Regions from separate parts of the Hordeum vulgare genome. Here region 2 is linked to region 1. A link is a contact called in public Hi-C data. All regions are on one chromosome and are shown on one strand. Each heading gives the region's core, a stretch centred on a gene start, on an enhancer-like site or on the middle of the called end of the contact. The rest is flanking DNA. Distances are from core to core; before and after follow the strand shown. Region 1 has its middle 64 kb from the start of LOC123416361. Region 2 holds the start of LOC123416361 (gibberellin 2-beta-dioxygenase 3-like).

What was found. A called contact is a pair of places that touch in the nucleus more often than the background predicts.
Region 2: a contact with region 1 is called in a Hi-C map of leaf, with 2.2 times the contacts expected there. The contact joins the promoter of LOC123416361 here to the enhancer-like site in region 1. A contact is called at or near these places in 3 of 6 Hi-C or Micro-C datasets (leaf and seedling).

The regions. Positions count from the first base shown.
Region 1 is chr1H:478,907,743-478,910,726 of MorexV3_pseudomolecules_assembly, forward strand. No RefSeq gene overlaps it. Among protein-coding and RNA genes, the nearest start is that of LOC123416361, 64 kb to the right of the region's middle. Within about 2 kb of position 1,574, at least 2 of the 3 cell types and tissues checked have open chromatin away from gene starts, as enhancers often do. A contact at or near this core is called in leaf, where this site is marked.
Region 2 is chr1H:478,971,886-478,974,869 of MorexV3_pseudomolecules_assembly, forward strand. It overlaps LOC123416361 (gibberellin 2-beta-dioxygenase 3-like), which reads left to right and starts at 1,411. Exons shown (of 2, transcript XM_045106793.1): 1 at 1,411-2,295; 2 at 2,409-2,984. The coding sequence starts at 1,552. The coding sequence ends at 2,693.

The sequences.
Region 1 (2,984 bases), core at 324-2,823:
CAAGACACGCCTTTTTTGAATTTCATGATTTAAATATGCATAATATTTCAGCAGAAGGGTGTGGGTCGTTATTTTCAGCAGAAGCATGAACGCAAGCCAACAACACTGTCTAGATGTACTTCCAGACTTTGTAAAGGTTGTAGTGGCTGGCGACATATGCTGCATCGTATGATGTTATACGAGTCTGGTAATTGCAAGTTAAAACGGACTGCGTTCCACCCTTCTTGTGTAGAATAGTTGCGGTACAAAACGCACACAAATATAATTATAATGGGTCGGCCGGTTTTCCCGGTCTTAAGAAGGCTCTCTACTGTGTTCTACTTTTTTTTGTGTGTGTTTTCTCTACTGATTTCAATATATTTTTCTATTCGTTTTTCCTGAATTTTTTTCTTTTTCAGTTTTCTTTTTATTTCTTTTATCATTAGTATTATCTTTGTTTATTTTTATTTTATTTTGTCACATTATAATTCATGAACATTTAAAAACAGTGAACATTTTTTAAATCAATTAGCATCTTCAAATTTATCAAAAAAATCAAATTCATAAGTATTTAAAAGTTCATAAATATTTAAAAAGCCTGTGAACATTATTAGTGAAGCTTTTTTTATTAACTCTCAACTTTTTTAAAACTCAAGGTTTTTTAAATCACAACCTTTTAAAATTCCAAGATTTATGTTTAAATCTATGAACCTCTTTTGATCTAACAAACTTTTTTCCATGTAAACAATGATAGCCGTTTTTTCCTGAGCTAGCAGTGGAGCAAGCTAAAAAGACTAAGCAAGAGACGAAGTACGGAGACGAACTAAGCGAGCAAGAGCTTTGTGTCAGCCCATATGAGCATTATAGAAGGAATTCAATGGTTTAGCGTGGAATAGGAGCTTCCAAGGGGGTCATACAACTATCGGATCACATCGAGGCTGAAACATATAAGAATACCACCCAACAATTGCACTCTCGGAATAAATACAACTTCAACACAGTCTAACACAATTTATGATTGAAAGAAGACATTATTAGAACATAATTAAAGTCGAAGCCAAAGTCGGTAAAACTAAAACAAAAGAACCAAGCACAAAACCTTCTATAGAAAAACGATTTTGCTAAAACACATCTAAATGTGACATAATATTACACATCTAAGTCCCAAATTGTTGATCTTAGGTGAAGATTAGTGTGGATACTTTTTTCCTTTTTATTTTTTATTCTTGATTTATCATTTAGATGTGTAATAACTACTCCATCCGTTCTTAAATATAAGACCTTTTAAAGATTGCACTATGAACTACATACGAGTGTATATAAACATATTTTAAAATGTAGATACATTCATTTTGTTTCGTATGTAGTCTACAAAAAAATCTTTAAAATGTCTTATATTTAGGAACGGAGGGAGTATATCATATCTAGATGTTGCCTAGACTTGTTAATCCTACGAGTTTTAGGATACACGTTAGCCTTCACCCTTGAGTGGTAGTGCAGCGCATGCTGAGAACTTGACACCGACTGTTGCGCGTGTTCACCGGCAGAGCAGCGGCGTATACGCGTTCAGTTGGCGTGAAGATGAGAAAGGGACGGTGAAGGATCACATCCGGTGCACATTGCGTCTGTGACGCCCGTGCGGAGTGACCCATTGAGGTCCGTCTCAGCCAACATCCTTTTAGCTTTTCAAGCGCTGTCTTCAATCCAACTGACACTGACGGGGGAGTTAATTCAAGTCACTGATAAATAAACCGATTAATTAGAGATAGTACATGTCTGAGTTGACCGAGTAAATAGCATAAGACTACTAGTTTACAGGCTAGTGTGTTATAAAACTATCGGTTTTTATATTTTTTAGATAACTATCAAACGCGTAGTCGGCTGTCTCAAAAAACCCAAAACATTCAGTGCTTTACAATTGATCGTGATTATGACAATTGGGACCCACATGTAAGAAAACTGATTGTTTGATAGTCTGTTTGCCTGTTAACTGACACGTGAGGTCCACATGTCATCTCTTTTCTTCGTTCTCTTGACTCCTCTTACCTCTCTTCTTCCGAGGAGGTCGATGGAGCGCTGGCCGCTGGGGGTGTGAGCGTGGGCCCAGCCGCGCCGGCTCCTGGCGCCCATGGCAGAGGAGCTCCCGGGGAAGCGAGGGACGAGGGAAGGAGCGCTGGGGTGGGGTGGAGAAGGTGGGACGGCTGCGACATGATCCCGATCCAGCTCGGGTAGGAGTCATGCGCGTGGGGTGGTGGGCCGTGAAAGGAGGAGGCAGCATGACCGGGAAGGAAGCTCGGGTGGCGCCGACAAGGAAGCCACATAGGGACCCGTGGCGCGGTGAGGGCTCGTCGGGGTGGGCTCCTTCCACGAGCGCCGGTCGCCCCATCTTCCACCTCGCGACCGAAGGGAGCTTCACGGCGGCGCCATGGCTGCTGGTCGCGACGGAAGGGAGCTCCACGTGCCACCCCGACGGAAGGGAGCTCCACGACGACGCAATGGCTGCTGATGGTGACGAATGGGAGCTCCACGCGCTGCCCGCGATGGAAAGGATCTCCACGGTGACATCTTGGCTGCTGGTCCCAATTTTGCACGGACCCAATTAAGTTTTTGAAAAGTTTGCACGGACATGTTGGCTTTGTTGAAAAGTTTGCAGACCCTGACATATGAGACCCACATGTAAGTTAACGATCAAGCAAATGGTCAAATCGACGAATCCTTTAGGTGCGGGTCCAAATTGTCATGAACCTGTTTAATTTTTTAACAACCAAGATTTTGGATTTTTTGAAACAACCGACCACGCGTATGGTAATTATCTGAAAAAAAATAAAAATCTATGGTTTTTTGAAACCCTAGCCGGTAAACTAGTAGTTTTACGTTATTTACTCGAATTGGCTAGAAAACTTCTTGGCTAATGCGCCCCATACTGGAATGGAATGATAGCTGATCTAACTCGATGGGTTCATGATCAGGCCGACAAACTTCCAGGACGTCGTTTAGTTGTTCTT
Region 2 (2,984 bases), core at 161-2,660, 64 kb after region 1:
CAATCTATTCATCCCCCACCCCTCTAAGCATCCCTTCTAGTGATCTCACAACGCTGGATGGGTTTGAATTGAGGATGAAGAGAACATGGTTTTAGTTGCGGTGCAAGCGGCATGTTCACGGATTAAATCCATGGCATACACCTTGCCATCTACGCGTTCGTGGTCCTGCGCAAACAACGTACTCGCGCATGGCGCGCATGGCATGTAACTACGGCTACAATGCGGTCTTCAATGTACTCTTTCCAGGATCTTGATGGGCGGGATGGAGATGGTGATACGCCTCTAACATTTTTTTTATTATTTCATGCTACTATATTATTAATGTTTTATGTTTTATACATTATTTTATATCATTTTTAAGAACTAATCTAATAACCCAGTGCATGATTTCGGTTGTTTTCTTCTTATTATTTTTTGTTTTACAGAAAAATTGTACCAAACATATCAAAAAAGTTGACGATTTTTTAAGGATCAGAAGACACATGCGAAGCCTCGGGGAGAGTCTAGAAGCCTCACGAGTCGACGACAAGCCAAGGGCGTGCCTTGCCACCTTGTAGGTCCCTTGTTGCTCCGATCCTTCTGATTTTTTTGTTTTTAAATTCACATATGTTTAGAAAAAAACCTTGTGGGAGCATCCGAAACCAAAGAGCTAATGGTTGAGTTGTGTACTCAAAATAATTTTTATGTAAGACCAATGTTTTTTTGCTACGAACATTTGTTATTTACGTGCGACTTTGACATGTATGATGAAGGTGGATGGATTTATATAAATTTGAGAGTCCGAATTTAAGGTATGTGATTACCGGACACGAGATATAGTAAAAGGCAGTCTGGACATGTTCGGACACGTCCGCGAACATATAATGAACCGAATTTGTGAAATCCAGCTGTAGAAAGAAGAAAGGTAGGAAGCCATCGACAACAAGGTACGTATATGAGCACGAGTTCGAAAGAAGAAGGAAGAAAAACCTGAGTACAGGAACACCGTCTGTCCATGCATATGATTGAGCAGCGTAGCATCGGCCACAGGACCCATCACCCTCCTCATTCCCGGACCCCAGTTCACCGGCGGATGGCATCGGCACACGTCGCCCCTCCCGGCTAATCGCCACGCCCGGGATTCAGTTCGCGGCAACTCTGGGCTCACTTGAATACTAAAAGGCGGGCGAGATAGGTCAGTCGATCGATGCGTGCACCCGCACGACACGGCTTCAACAGCTCCTACCAACGTTGTCCATTCTCTCCCATTCGTTTCTCAGCACATTTCCTCTCGCGCGTATGTACGTCGCCGGCACCGGCCCCGCGCGCGCCCACTGGCAACTGCCACTGCCACCTCGAGCCTTCCTTCCTCCCGCCACCACTATATATACGCGCCATGACCGCCCTCACTTCCCATCTCCCACTCGTGCGCCACCACACCTCGAGCTCTTATCACCAGTGCTCCACTGTTGCGATAGTAGTAGCTTGTACGGGGTGTCTGGTTCCGGGACCGATCGCTTTGCTCTGCCTCTCCTTTGCTTGGCTCAGCTCTCCTCTGTTTCTTTCTTGGCAATGGTGGTCCTCGCGAAGCCGGCGGCGCTGGAGCAGATCGCGCTGATGAGGACTCCTGAGCCGTGGGAGAGCTTCTCGGGCGTCCCGGCCGTGGACCTGTCCAGCCCCGGCGCCGCGGCGGACGTGGTGCGCGCGTGCGAGCGGTTCGGGTTCTTCAGCGTCGTGAACCACGGCGTGCCGGCGGGCGTGGTGGACCGGCTGGAGGCGGAGGCCGTCCGGTTCTTCGCGTCTACGCAGGCGGAGAAGGACGCGTCGGGCCCCGCCGACCCGTTCGGATACGGGAGCAAGCGCATCGGGCGCAATGGTGACATGGGGTGGGTCGAGTACCTGCTCCTCGCCATCGACCGCGACACCCTCTCCAAGGCCTCCCCGGCGCCGTCGTCCGCGCTGAGGGAAGCGATCAACGCGTACGTGTCCGCCATGCGCGGGCTGGCGAGGACGGTGCTGGAGATGGTGGCGGAGGGGCTGGGCGTGTCGCCGCGGGGCGCGCTGGCGGACATGGTGACGGGCGAGGCCAGCGACCAGGTGTTCCGGGTGAACCACTACCCGCCCTGCCCGCTGCTGCAGGGGCTGCCGCCCAACTGCAGCGTGACCGGGTTCGGCGAGCACACGGACCCGCAGCTGGTGTCCATCCTGCACTCCAACGGCACGGCCGGGCTCCAGGTCGCGCTCCACGACGGGCGCTGGGTGTCCGTCCCGCCCAACCGCGACGCCTTCTTCGTCAACGTCGGCGACTCCCTCCAGGTACACCCTACATTCGTTCATTCATTCACCGGCGGCCGGACGGAGGACGACCGACGTACGGCAGCAAGGAGAAGAGAATAGTTATAATTAACGAATCGGTCGGGTCGGTGCAGGTTCTGACGAATGGGAGGCTGAGGAGTGTGCGGCACCGGGTGGTGGCCGGCAACGGGCTCAAGTCCCGCGTGTCGATGATCTACTTCGCCGGGCCACCGCTGGCGCAGAGGATTGCACCGCTGCAGCAGCTGCTGGCGGGGACGCAGAGCTTGCCCCTCTACAGGGACTTCACATGGGGAGAATACAAGAAGGCGGCCTACCGCTCTCGCCTCGGCGACAACCGCCTGGCCCCCTTCGAGACGCCACTTGTCGCCATGCCACACGCCGCCCACCACCGGTCCTAGCCAGCCAGCAACTTAATTACATCGCCTAGCTCGACATACCTTGGTAGCTTTCGTACGTGTCGGCGTACGTACACAACGGGAGCTACTGATTGCTACATGCCGGCCTCCGTAGGCCAATGGCCCAGGGGTGACCTGGCCGGACGTAAAGCTACGTACCTAAGCTAGGACCAGGAGCGTGTCTCTGTGTCCTGTCCATGCCGGGACGAACCTCGATCTTGCCGTTGCCGATCAGTTTGGTCAAATGTACATTAGTAGTACCGGTAGTGGCACTAGGGAAGGGATCCATCCATC